2 separate regions of the Mus musculus genome follow, and region 2 is linked to region 1. A link is a contact called in public Micro-C data. All regions are on one chromosome and are shown on one strand. The core of a region is the stretch at or near the end of the contact, and the rest is flanking DNA. Distances in the headings are between cores, read along the strand shown. Region 1 holds the start of Arsg (arylsulfatase G). Region 2 holds the start of Cdc42ep4 (CDC42 effector protein (Rho GTPase binding) 4).

Region 1 (5,381 bases), core at 509-3,008:
AATTTAAGTGTCTTCCTCTGGAGTTCCACTGAGGAAAAGTCCTGTTTCTGGAAACCGCAGAAGGAAAACTCAGGGCCAGTGGTACTCATTAAGACCAGTTTTCCACTTGACTGCATTGTTTATTTACATACTGTCAGTTTCTATCTTTGACGGTGCCGGGTGCCGCTGGTCCCTTAATTACCAGGAAAGGTGTTTCACCACTGTATTCTCCCCAACCCCCGAGCCACCTAACAGTGCTTGGCACACGGGAAGACCTTAGTATAGGAACTGGCACTTTCTTGTAGCTAGACACTCATCAGAATGGTTTGTAAAAAAAACAAAACAAAACAAACAAACAAACAAACAAACAAAAAAAACCAGTCAGATCACCAGAGGCTGAAATCTCAATCCTAAGGTAGAAATCCCCTTCCCGTCAAAAGCAGCCAGCACAGTGCCTAGCTGTACAAACCACCAGCTTCCAGGTTAAGGAGTTGTAATGGGTTCCTCAATTCCTACGATCTTCCCCCCTACCCTGTTGTTCGATGACATTTTTACACGCCATCTAACAAACTTCTATCACTTGTCTGCTGCGGTGCAGGGATTGAGAACAACCCAGAAGGAAATTAACCTATTTCCTCTTTAAAATCATTCTCCCCCCACGCCTGGAGCCGTTCAGCTGCACGACACTTTGCTGCCGCTGGTAGCCCGGCGGACCTTGGAAGTTGTGCGGGACCGACCAGCAGGCAGCAAGCGGGTGACAGTGCAGCCCGGCAAGGTGTGGGACCCACGCTCCGAAGGGAAATCTGTCTCTCTCCGGGACCGCCCTGGGGAGGGGGGTAACAGGGATGGAGACCCGAAGTTCCACTTTTCCCTCGTGCTGCCTCAGTGGCCGCCTTGGGTGCGCGCGCGAGCCCGGGGAAGGAAGGTACCTCTCTGACATTTCGCTCTGCTGACGCGCCGGCAACTTCATGAGGAAAATCCAGAGAGGGTCTGAGACGGTCGCCGGACTCGCCTCACAGCCTGGCTCCTTTCACCCCGGGTTGGGGACGATCAAAGGCCAGGGCACCCTTTAAGGTATTTCCTGGAACCCATCTATACTTAGGGTCATGGACATTCAACTCTCAGTTGCCCACAACTGCCCGAGCGCGTCATCCCAGTGGCTCCGAACACTCCCAACTGTCAGAATATTTTTCGGATTAACCTCTTTAAAATGTTAAAAGCTTTCCTCCTCCCCGCCCTTAAAAAAAAAAAAAAGGCCCCAACACATATTAAAAAACAAACAAACAAACACCCATACCCCACAATCAAACTTTTAAGCGTGTAAAATAATAAAACCAACTCACCAAGTTAGAAGGGAAGAGAATAAACCCCAAAAGGCACCCAATAAGGCGGAGGCTGGGCCTCCGGAGCCTTCTTATAAACCGCTCCGTAACATGAGAAAAAGGTTTAACCCCTTAGGGCGTGGGCCAGAGTCTCTATCAAGTTGGCTCCGGGCGGGGAGCCTGGAGTACCCTGGCCCCCAACCCACGCCAGCCTCGGCCACCCGAGCCACACCCTCCCCCCGCCCCCCAACCCTGTCGCCTCCTCCCGGGCCGTGCGTGCCGCCGCCCGCGCCCCGGCCCCGCTTCTCTCTGCCTATCTCTTATCCTATACCGGCTGCAGCCGGTCTCCGCCGGCCTCGGGGGCGCGCCGCCGACCATGTGCTGGGAGCGCCGAGCGCCTGCAAGGAGGGGGCCGGCCTGGTGCGCGCGCGCGGGCCCACGTGGATCGGGGCCGCGCAAGGCACGCGCCCCGCCTGCCGGCTGCCGGGGCTGGGGGTCACGGAAGGTAACCGCGCTGTCATCGCGGGTCGCCCATCCCCGCCGACGCCTCTGGGGTCCTTGGCCCGACGCCCTCATCCCCTCATCCGCGCGTGCCCGTGTGATCCCGGCCCGATCGGACCCCGGCACTTAGCTGCAGTGCGAGCGGGAGCGCGATCGAGCCCGGGGCGACCGAGTGCGCCCCTGCACCCCCTCTCCGAGCGCAGCTCCCGGGTCCGCCCGCGCCCTGAGGATTTGGGGAGCCAGTGAGGAGGCTGGGGAGGGGGGGTTGGGAGGGCAGGGGAGGCGCGCGTTTGGGCTGGTCCCGCGCGTCCCTGGTCCCGGACTGAACAGGTTCCTTCCAGTTTGGGTGTGAGCGGAGCACGCGCGGGATCCCGAGTTCCTCCTCTAGAGACCACTTCCCCCCCAAATTTCGTCAACTCGCGCGCCCCGCCAGTTCCCCTTCCGGGCATGCGGGGGGAAGTGCCGCAATGGGCCCTAAGGAGCCCGCGGCTGGGTTGCTGCCGGTGCACTGTCGTGTTCCCCCGCCTCCCCTCCCCGTGCTGCCTTGTTTGCAGCCGCAGCAGCCACCAGCCGCCAGCATCCGCGCTGCGCGAAAGAGATGGGAGAAGCCTGGCTGAGTCAGCATCTCCGCTTCTCCGTGCGCGCGCACCCGCCTAGGCGGGAGGCGGCGTGAGCACAGGTGCACGGCAGCCTTAACCCCCCCCCCCCCCAGGAGGCTTCTGGGGGGATCGAGACCCCCAAACCTCCAAGCCCCCTGATCCCAAAGGTCACTATGAACTAAATGGATGCTTCCGGAGAAGCCCGAGTTATTCCTGAGGACAGCGCGTGTCTGAGGATTAGGGACTGTTCAGAGCCAGAGGGGGCGCAAAGTTGGTTTCCTGGACTCCATCTCACACCTCTGGAGAAAAACTGGGTACTGCCTCACAGCAAAAGCCCTGTTCCTCTGCATTCCCCCCCCTTCCCCCCTCAGACTTAGGCAACCCACGTCGGTTGATTGTGGCTCAGAGATTGTCTTTCTGATGTTAGAAACTGCAGAGAACCTACTTTGGGAGTGTGCCTGAAGGGTCGCCACCCACCGGGAGGAGCACCGGTTCAAAATTTTAATAAAAACCTTTCCTTGCTCTGTCATTTCCCCCAGGATTTGGGAATGCAGTCACCCAGTGCTGTCAATAGGCTCTGGTGTGGCTAAGTGAGGAGGCAGGTGTATTGGTGCAGAGTGTGTTACTCTGGTCACTGTAGTCCAGCCAGGCTACCACTGAATAATAACTGGCAAATTTGTGGGAATAATTAAACCTTTACCCCATCCCAGACAGGTGTAGTCCACGCTGGCTTCAAACTTATATTTGACCCCCCCCCCCCCAAATCCTGGTTTGTTTGTTTTTAAAAAACACGATCTCACTAGCCAAGCCAAGACTAACCTAAAACTGAAGATCCTCCTGTCTCGGCCTCCAAAGTGATGGGATCGCAGGGTTCTTTTTTCTTTTTCTTTTGGTTTTTTCAAGACAGCTTTGAAACCAGGCTGGCCTCTGCCTCCCGAGTGCTGGGATTAAAGGCGTGCACCACCACCGCCTGTCGCAGGCTTCTTTTTCTTAACCAAGGTCTGTCTGTAACTGGTCTGCACCGCCTAGCTTCAACCCGTCCACCAGCCTCATCCTGCACTGTAGCTGTGACTACAGGCACAATACGCTCTGCCTGGCTGGAAATGGCACGATTTTAAGACACGTTTTAAAGATGGAGCTCAGCTGATCTTGGGCTTGCAATCTTTCTGACTGTGCCTCCCAAGCACTGAAAACGCTGGCATGTGCCGTGATGCCTACCTCTTGAGTTTTCTCAACCTCTGAGTTTAAAACTTAGATAGTGCCCAAAGTCCTAGACATCAATGAATGAATGACTGGATAAAACCAGGCTGTGGAGGGCAGTAACAGCAGCCAGGTAGAATTAATTATTAATAATGTATTACTTCACGGGGACAGTGGTGGTGCACGCCTTTGATCCCAGCACTTGGAGGCAGAGGCAGGCGGATTTCTGAGTTCAAGGACAGCCTGGTCTACAAAGTGAGTTCCAGGACAGCAAGGGCTACACAGAGAAAGACTGTCTTGAAAAAAAAAAAAGTGTATTATTGCTATTTTATTATAACTCATTGTTTTACATCTGTGTTGGTTCCGATACTGAATTAAGTAGCACCCATGTGATTTGATGTGTTGGTTTTGTTTTGTTTTTCCAGATAGGGTTTCTCTGTGTTCCAGGATAGCCACCAGGCAGCTCTCAAATTCAGACCTGCCAAAGGCATGGACCACTATGCCTGACTTATTTGGGTTTTTGAGATAAAATCTGATGAGGATGACCTTAAATTCCCGATCCTCGGAATTCACCTAAGTGCTGGAATTATAGGTCCGCTCCATCAGGTTTGGCTTGTCCTGGTGTGGTACAATGATTCCCCTTGTAGAGATGAGGCAGATTGACTTGGACCCCTGGTGTCTGGATAAGGAGAGGTGGCTGGAATCCAGCCTTGCTGGCCACAGGCTGATGACTTTTGCTGGTCAGAGCCGGGCCTCACCTTTTTCCCTTGAAGCCTAGTGATCCAGGGAAAAGATGAAAGCCCCTGTTTTTCTCCCTTCCTCAGTACTGCATTACCATGCTAATCAAAGCCCCCAGACAGAACTAACTTTGTTTAGTCCTAAATAAGAACAAAGAGACCTTTGCAGTCTGGAGTACAGGACCAGAAAAATCAGGAAATTAAGCTAAGGGCCGGGCTGTACGGTTGTCCTCTTCTGTAGGTCAGTGGGAATCTCTGTGTGGCGCAGGCAGAGTCCCCTCTTCCTCTGCAGCAGACAAGGCACTAAGTTTGTTGTGAGAGTCCCTCAGCATCTTCTTGGGGGTGTGGGGAAACAGCTTCTTCAGAGCTGCCCCAGGCGCTCTCTCTCTCTCTCTCTCTCTCTCTCTCTCTCTCTCTGTCTTTCTTTTCTAGCCCTTAGGGTCATTTGCATGAGAATAGATTCCTTTGTGCAAAGTTGGCCTGCCTGTTCCCTGTCCACACTTATAGTCTTTGGGTTGGGTTGCTAGGCAGATATGACCCTGGCTTGCAAATAAGCTCGTGGCTTTTACCAGCCTGTGAGAACTTCATCTTGGGAAGCAGTCTGAAAGAAGGCTCCCCTGGAGCTCAGAAGGAGGGTCCTGCAAGCCTGCTTTGGGCTGCTGGGTCTTCAGGATAGCCTCAGAAGAAGAGAGTATCTGAGAGGCTATTAGGGAAGGCCTCAGCCCCTCAGGGTTCCACCTCCCCTTTTTCCATTGCACCTACTAGACACCTACCTAAGGGTTTCTGTTCTGCTCGAGTGGCCTAGATCCTATTATAGTTAGTTCTTGCTTTTAAAACGCTAATATCCGTTTCTCTAGTTGACAGAGAAGCTCACGTCTGTTAACTGAAGTATCCAGGCAGAGGGGCTGTGCGTTTATCTTGTGGTCTTGACTCCCACTTGATAGTCAGTCGGTAGAAAGGAGAGAGGAGAAACTGCTCTGAGGGACTTAGGTATTTGGAGAGGAACAGCTAGTGATGGTGTCACAGAACTTGGGGGTCACAGT
Region 2 (5,275 bases), core at 835-3,334, 4.3 Mb after region 1:
CGCGCTAAGATCGATCACCAGGAGCTGAGAAGCTCTCCTCCCGCCCGTATCTCCCAAGGTTCCACTCAGTGGGAAATAGTTAAGGGGCAAAGTCCCTGTTCACAGAGGAGATAAACCACATTAATCAGTAGTCACATACAGGCAGCTGATCAGGGCTGGTAGCACATGGTCCCTCCCACACTCAGCCCTGTATCAGCTCCCTGACATGCATAGTAGCTTCCCGGTCTCTAGTGATGCCCCACTATTGCCAACTGCCCTTGGGCTGCCCAGAGGCCTGGCTCTGCTCCAGCACGTCCCTCCAACCCCACCTCCCCAGTTCTGGGAGAAACCTGTAGCTAAGGTTCCCCATGCTGTGGGCCCTGTTCTTTGTTCTTTAAAATTCACTCCATCCCACTGGTGGTCCCCCCCTCCTCCAGCCAGGCCTCAGAAAGGGGCGGGAGAGGCTGCTGCAGGCGTTACTGGAAACCCAGACAGGGCAAAGAAGTTGCAAGGCAGAGGCCCCCTGCCAGGGGCCTCTCATTGTTTATGCTCCCCAGATCTCGGGTCCAGATGGTTGCTGGGGGTAAGGATGAAAAGTATCCCAACCGCTCCAGCGAGAATGGACAAGAGGTTTCAAAGTAAAGACACCCACAAGGAAGCTTTCCTCATTCAACGGCTCAACTACCTGGGCAAAGAATGGGAGCTGTCGGCCCAGGGAGAGACGTGGGAGCCGGTCAGATTGCAAGAGGTGAGACTGTTGGAGGGTGGGTGAAGGGGGGGGAGGGAGAAGTTCCCAGCCAAGAAGAAAAGAGAAAGCATTGTATTTCCTTTTCATTCTCCCCGGGAGAAAAAGAAAACTTCCGAAGCCCAGGCCGCAGTATTTCATTGGGCAAACACAAGGAACCTGGTTTGAGTTAACAGAGAGGGAGCGCCCCTCCCCCCGCAGGCACACACGCAAGTCCTACGGTCTGTTCCCAGGAAGCTCAACCGCCATCCACCCCGCCAGTCTAGGACACTCACCCACAGCAACCAGGGGTCCCCCAAAGGGGAAAGGCAGCTCCAGCAGACGACGCCACAGACACAGGAGGGCAGATTTGTTCCTCCGGCTGGGGGCGCTCCAGGAATGGGGAGGAGCCAGAGATCAGGATCGCAGCCTTCAACGTCCCAAGCCAGCGGTTAAATCATTAACCAACCGCTACCTACTCGCCCCTGAAAAAGCCTCGAGCCCCATGCTTCGGACGTACCGGGCGCGCGCGCAGGTCCCCCCGCGTAAAGCCTCGTCCCAGGTTTCTAAGGGACCGCCAGCTCGGCCCAGCCCCACCCTGCGCCTCTTGCGGCCTTGGCCTCCAAGTCTTCCAAGGGAGGCGGGCGGGGCGGGAGAAGGAAGGGCTCCGACGGGCGGGGAGTATTTGCTCTTTAGGCTATTGCCTTCCAGCCGGCTCTTGCCCTCCTTTCTCCCCGGCCGGGCGACACCGGGTGGCGCCTAAAGCAGTGTGTGTACACGGGAGAGCACGCGTACACCCCTCTACCACTACCGACGAACTCAGCGGTTATTCATGGAGAAGTCTGTGCGCACACGCCCCCCTCGGGGCGACCGCCGCCGATTGTTGTGTGCCTGCCCACGGCAACACACACCCCATTCCTGCGCGAGGGGGTGGACCTTTAAAACCTGCCCACTCACCCCACCCCGAACAGTCCCCGTGGCCAGATCGGGGCGTACTGGCGACGCTGAGCCCTGTTGTTACCCCCTCCTCCGCAAATGATTTTCTGGGACACGGTATGTGACTCTGGGTCTGGTCCCAGGCATGCCTACCCACGCTGGGCACAGAGGGGTGTGTTTGTGTGCGCGCGCGCCCTGCTCCTAGGTCCTCATCTTCCCCATCCCCGGGTCTTTCTACCTTCTCCACGTCACCAGGGGTCTCGAGCCTACCCAGGCCTCACGCGGCCACTGGGCCACAAACGGATGCTCGTCGCCTACCTCGGTCCCCAGCTCCCCGAGCGCGGACCAGGTGCGGCTGTACGCTCCCCTCGGTGTGCTTGGCGCCTCGGCAAGGCTGGCGACCCATGGCAGCGCCGGCGTTTGTTTCCTCTGGCTCCCGGGGCTCCGAGTGTGCTAGAAGCTAGGACACTCCCCTCCCAGGCTCCTCCCAGCCCTCCCTCCCATTTCCCTCCGCGCTGATGTCACTCCGTCGCAGCAGCCAATGACTGCCACGGAACTCAACTCGGCTGCTTGGCCTCCCAGGTTCAAATCTAAAAGCCTGAGACGCCCCCCACAAGCTCCTAGTAGGGTAGACAGAGCAGGTCTTGCTTTGAGGAGTCGCGCCCCACAGCCCCCAGTGCTCTGCCGCGGAACCGACGTGCGGTCCGCAGAAACAGGAGCACATCCCCTCCCCAGGAACCAAGGGGAAGCTCTCTCTTGGCTCTTCCAGTTTTGAACAATGGTAAGAAAACAACTCCCTCCAGGACGTTACCCACTTCTGGACCACGAGCAGGAGCTTGGGCTCCGTGGATTCCCTCTCCATCTGGAGGGCGGGAGAAGCAGGTCCGCCCGAGTCCAGACCCGGTCTGAGCAGTGGAGGAACTTTTCAGCAAGGTGACCTGGCTTTGATAGCTCTGTCTGGTGATCATGGGCTCTTAAGTACCCTCCCAGGGAACCTCCCGGAATTAAATCCCGCGTGCTTGGGTAGAGGAAGCCCCACCTATGAATGATCATTAAAAGCAATAAAAGCCAGGGGCGAAATAGTCAATAAAGAGGAAACGGAGCCAACCCAAAGTGAAAGTTCCCTAACTACTTAAAGGAAGTGGGGGTGGGGTGGTGTAGGCCTCAGCCTCCTTTTTCCCCAGAGTTGCCTCACGGTCCCTCAGCTCCTTCACTGTCCTCTGGAAACCCTGTCTCTCAGGATCCCACCCCATCCCCGACCTCTCCCCCATCTCCCCGTCTATCCATGAAAACTTCAAACTGTCCATATTGTGTGAAAATCAAACCTAAAAGGTCAGTGTCGCTGGGCAGTGGTGGTGCACGCCTTTAATCCCAGCACTCAGGAGGCAGAGGCAGGCAGATTTCTGAGTTCGAGGCCAGCCTGGTCTACAAAGTGAGTGCCAGGGCTATACAGAGAAACAACCCTGTCTCAAAAAACCAAAAAAAAAAAAAAAAAAAAAAAAAAAAGTTCAGTGTCTGGTCTAGGGGTCCAGTTCCGGCTGCGGAGCACGAGGCTGGTTCAATTCAAGCCCAGCACCACCACCAACCAAAAGAGATGTCAAAATTAGTGAAACTAAAACACGGGGTCCAAAGTAACTTGGGATGGGGATATCCCTGGGGTTCTGACCGTGATTGGGTTACCATGGGGAATTTATACCTCCTCCCCCTACTCTGACTGTCCTTGTATGGGTCCCTCACCTGGAGGTTGTCAAGATGAAAGAGAAATGTGGTTTAGAATAGACAACAGTGTCGGAGTCAGGTCTGTGGGTCAGAGGTAGCTGTAACAGGGCACTAGGGCAAACCAGTAGGAGAGAGTTGTGTTGCCTCTGGCTTTCAACTCTGCCCCTCACTGGCCCACAAGCCTTCCCATCTCTCAAATGGGTACAGCACCTGTTGACATTCCTTCTAGGCTCCACCCCATAGTTACCTGGCAACAGCCAGGTGTGCCAGACTCACTATAAAAGGATCTCTTGCCAGGCAATGTGGTGCACGCCTTTAATGCCAGCACACTGGAGGCAGAGGCAGGCGGATTTCTGAGTTCGAGGCCAGCCTGGTCTACAGAGTGAGTTCCAGGACAGCCAGGGCTACACAGAGAAACCCTGTCTTCAAAAAACACAAACAGGGGGCTGGTGAGATGGCTCAGTGGGTAAGGGCACCCGACTGCTCTTCCGAAGGTCTGAAGTTCAAATCCCAGCAACCACATGGTGGCTCACAACCACCCGTAATGAGATCTGGTGCGCTCTTCTGGTGTATCTGAAGACAACTACAGTGTACTTACATATAGTAAATAAATAAATCTTTAAAAAAAAAAAAAAACACAAACAAAAAAAGGAGTCCTCTCTCGCTCTTCTTACTCCCTCTCTTCCCTCTCTTTCTCCCCCCCCCCATGTTTATGGCCGGCCTCTACTCCTTTACACTCTCTCTCTCTCTCTCTCTCTCTCTCTCTCTCTCTCTCTCTCTCTCCTCTCTTCTCTCTTCTCTCCTCTCTCTGCCTTTCTCTGTCTCTGCTACCCCTTCAACTCCCCTCCCTATGCCCTAAATAAACTTTATTCCATACTATACCATCGTGTGGCTGGTCCCTCAGGGGGAAGGGGTGCCTCAGCATGGGCCCGCAGAGGCACCCCCTTCCCCACACCATACCGCGCCTCCACCAAACATAACCCTGGCTTCTTGTTCTTTTTTATAAAACACAGCATTGGTGCCAAGTGACTCGGATTTAGAAACTGGGATTTCTACAACACAACAGCACCCCTCCCCCCCCCCCCCCGCTTCCCCTACTAGTGCAAACGTTAACCTTCCCCCATGAACTCCCCCAGATGCAGGCTCTCAGTGGCCTTCCCGGATGGTGCCATACCCCAGTGGTTTCCCTCCTGGGCACCCGCCTCCCTGTGCTCCTAGAGAGCCAGGAGTTTTTCATTTGTTCGTTTTAAGCTTTAATTTGATTCATAAGCTTTTTTCTGATTTTCTCAAGAGTCTTCTCCTCTCATTTCATGTTCCATAAATCATTTGGGAATGCCAGCCTACCTCAAGAGCCAGCGATCCATCCGGGTTAAGGGAAGAGGCACCCCACAGGCTCCATCCTCTCAGGTCGCTCTTGTCTGCTTTCCCTTGATCCTAGGTTTGCCTGCCTTGTTTTTGGTCTCTCTGAAATTTCTTCTCTTTTTATTCAAATTTAAACTCCTTCCACAAACATTCGAAGGGGTTCTAGGCTTAGAAGACAAAAATCCCCTGGGTCCCTGCCCTCAGATTGCCCGGTGGAAACTGGTTCCTCTCTGTGGGGGACCTAGACCATCTCTTTTAGAACTCACCAGTGAGAAGAAGACCAAAAGAAACAGCTAATTTCTCCCTGCTGTTTAAAACCCTGGTCTGAGGCAGGCGATCTTTCTCCTAAAACTCCACTGAAGTTAAATTTCACCCCAACAGTGTTTTGTTTTGTTTTGTTTTTTGTTTTAGGCAGGTGCCATCTGTGGCTAGGCATGTGTAAATCAACTAGACTAACTTTGAAGACTTGAATGCCTAGCTGGAAACGTCTGCAAGCGCAAAGTCCCAGAGTTTGGGGAGGGATTTAAGGTCTTAACTGAACCTTTAAGGTGTGAC

Evidence for each region. A called contact is a pair of places that touch in the nucleus more often than the background predicts.
Region 2: a Micro-C map of embryonic stem cells shows a contact between it and region 1, with 9 times the contacts expected there. The contact joins the promoter of Cdc42ep4 here to the promoter of Arsg in region 1.

What each region holds. Positions count from the first base shown.
Region 1 is chr11:109,471,616-109,476,996 of GRCm38.p6, forward strand. It overlaps Arsg (arylsulfatase G), which reads left to right and starts at 1,759. Exons shown (of 14, transcript NM_028710.3): 1 at 1,759-1,806. It overlaps Slc16a6 (solute carrier family 16 (monocarboxylic acid transporters), member 6), which reads right to left and starts at 1,983. Exons shown (of 6, transcript NM_001029842.2): 1 at 1,633-1,983. The coding sequence starts at 1,877.
Region 2 is chr11:113,749,731-113,755,005 of GRCm38.p6, forward strand. It overlaps Cdc42ep4 (CDC42 effector protein (Rho GTPase binding) 4), which reads right to left and starts at 2,085. Exons shown (of 2, transcript NM_001163346.1): 1 at 1,958-2,085.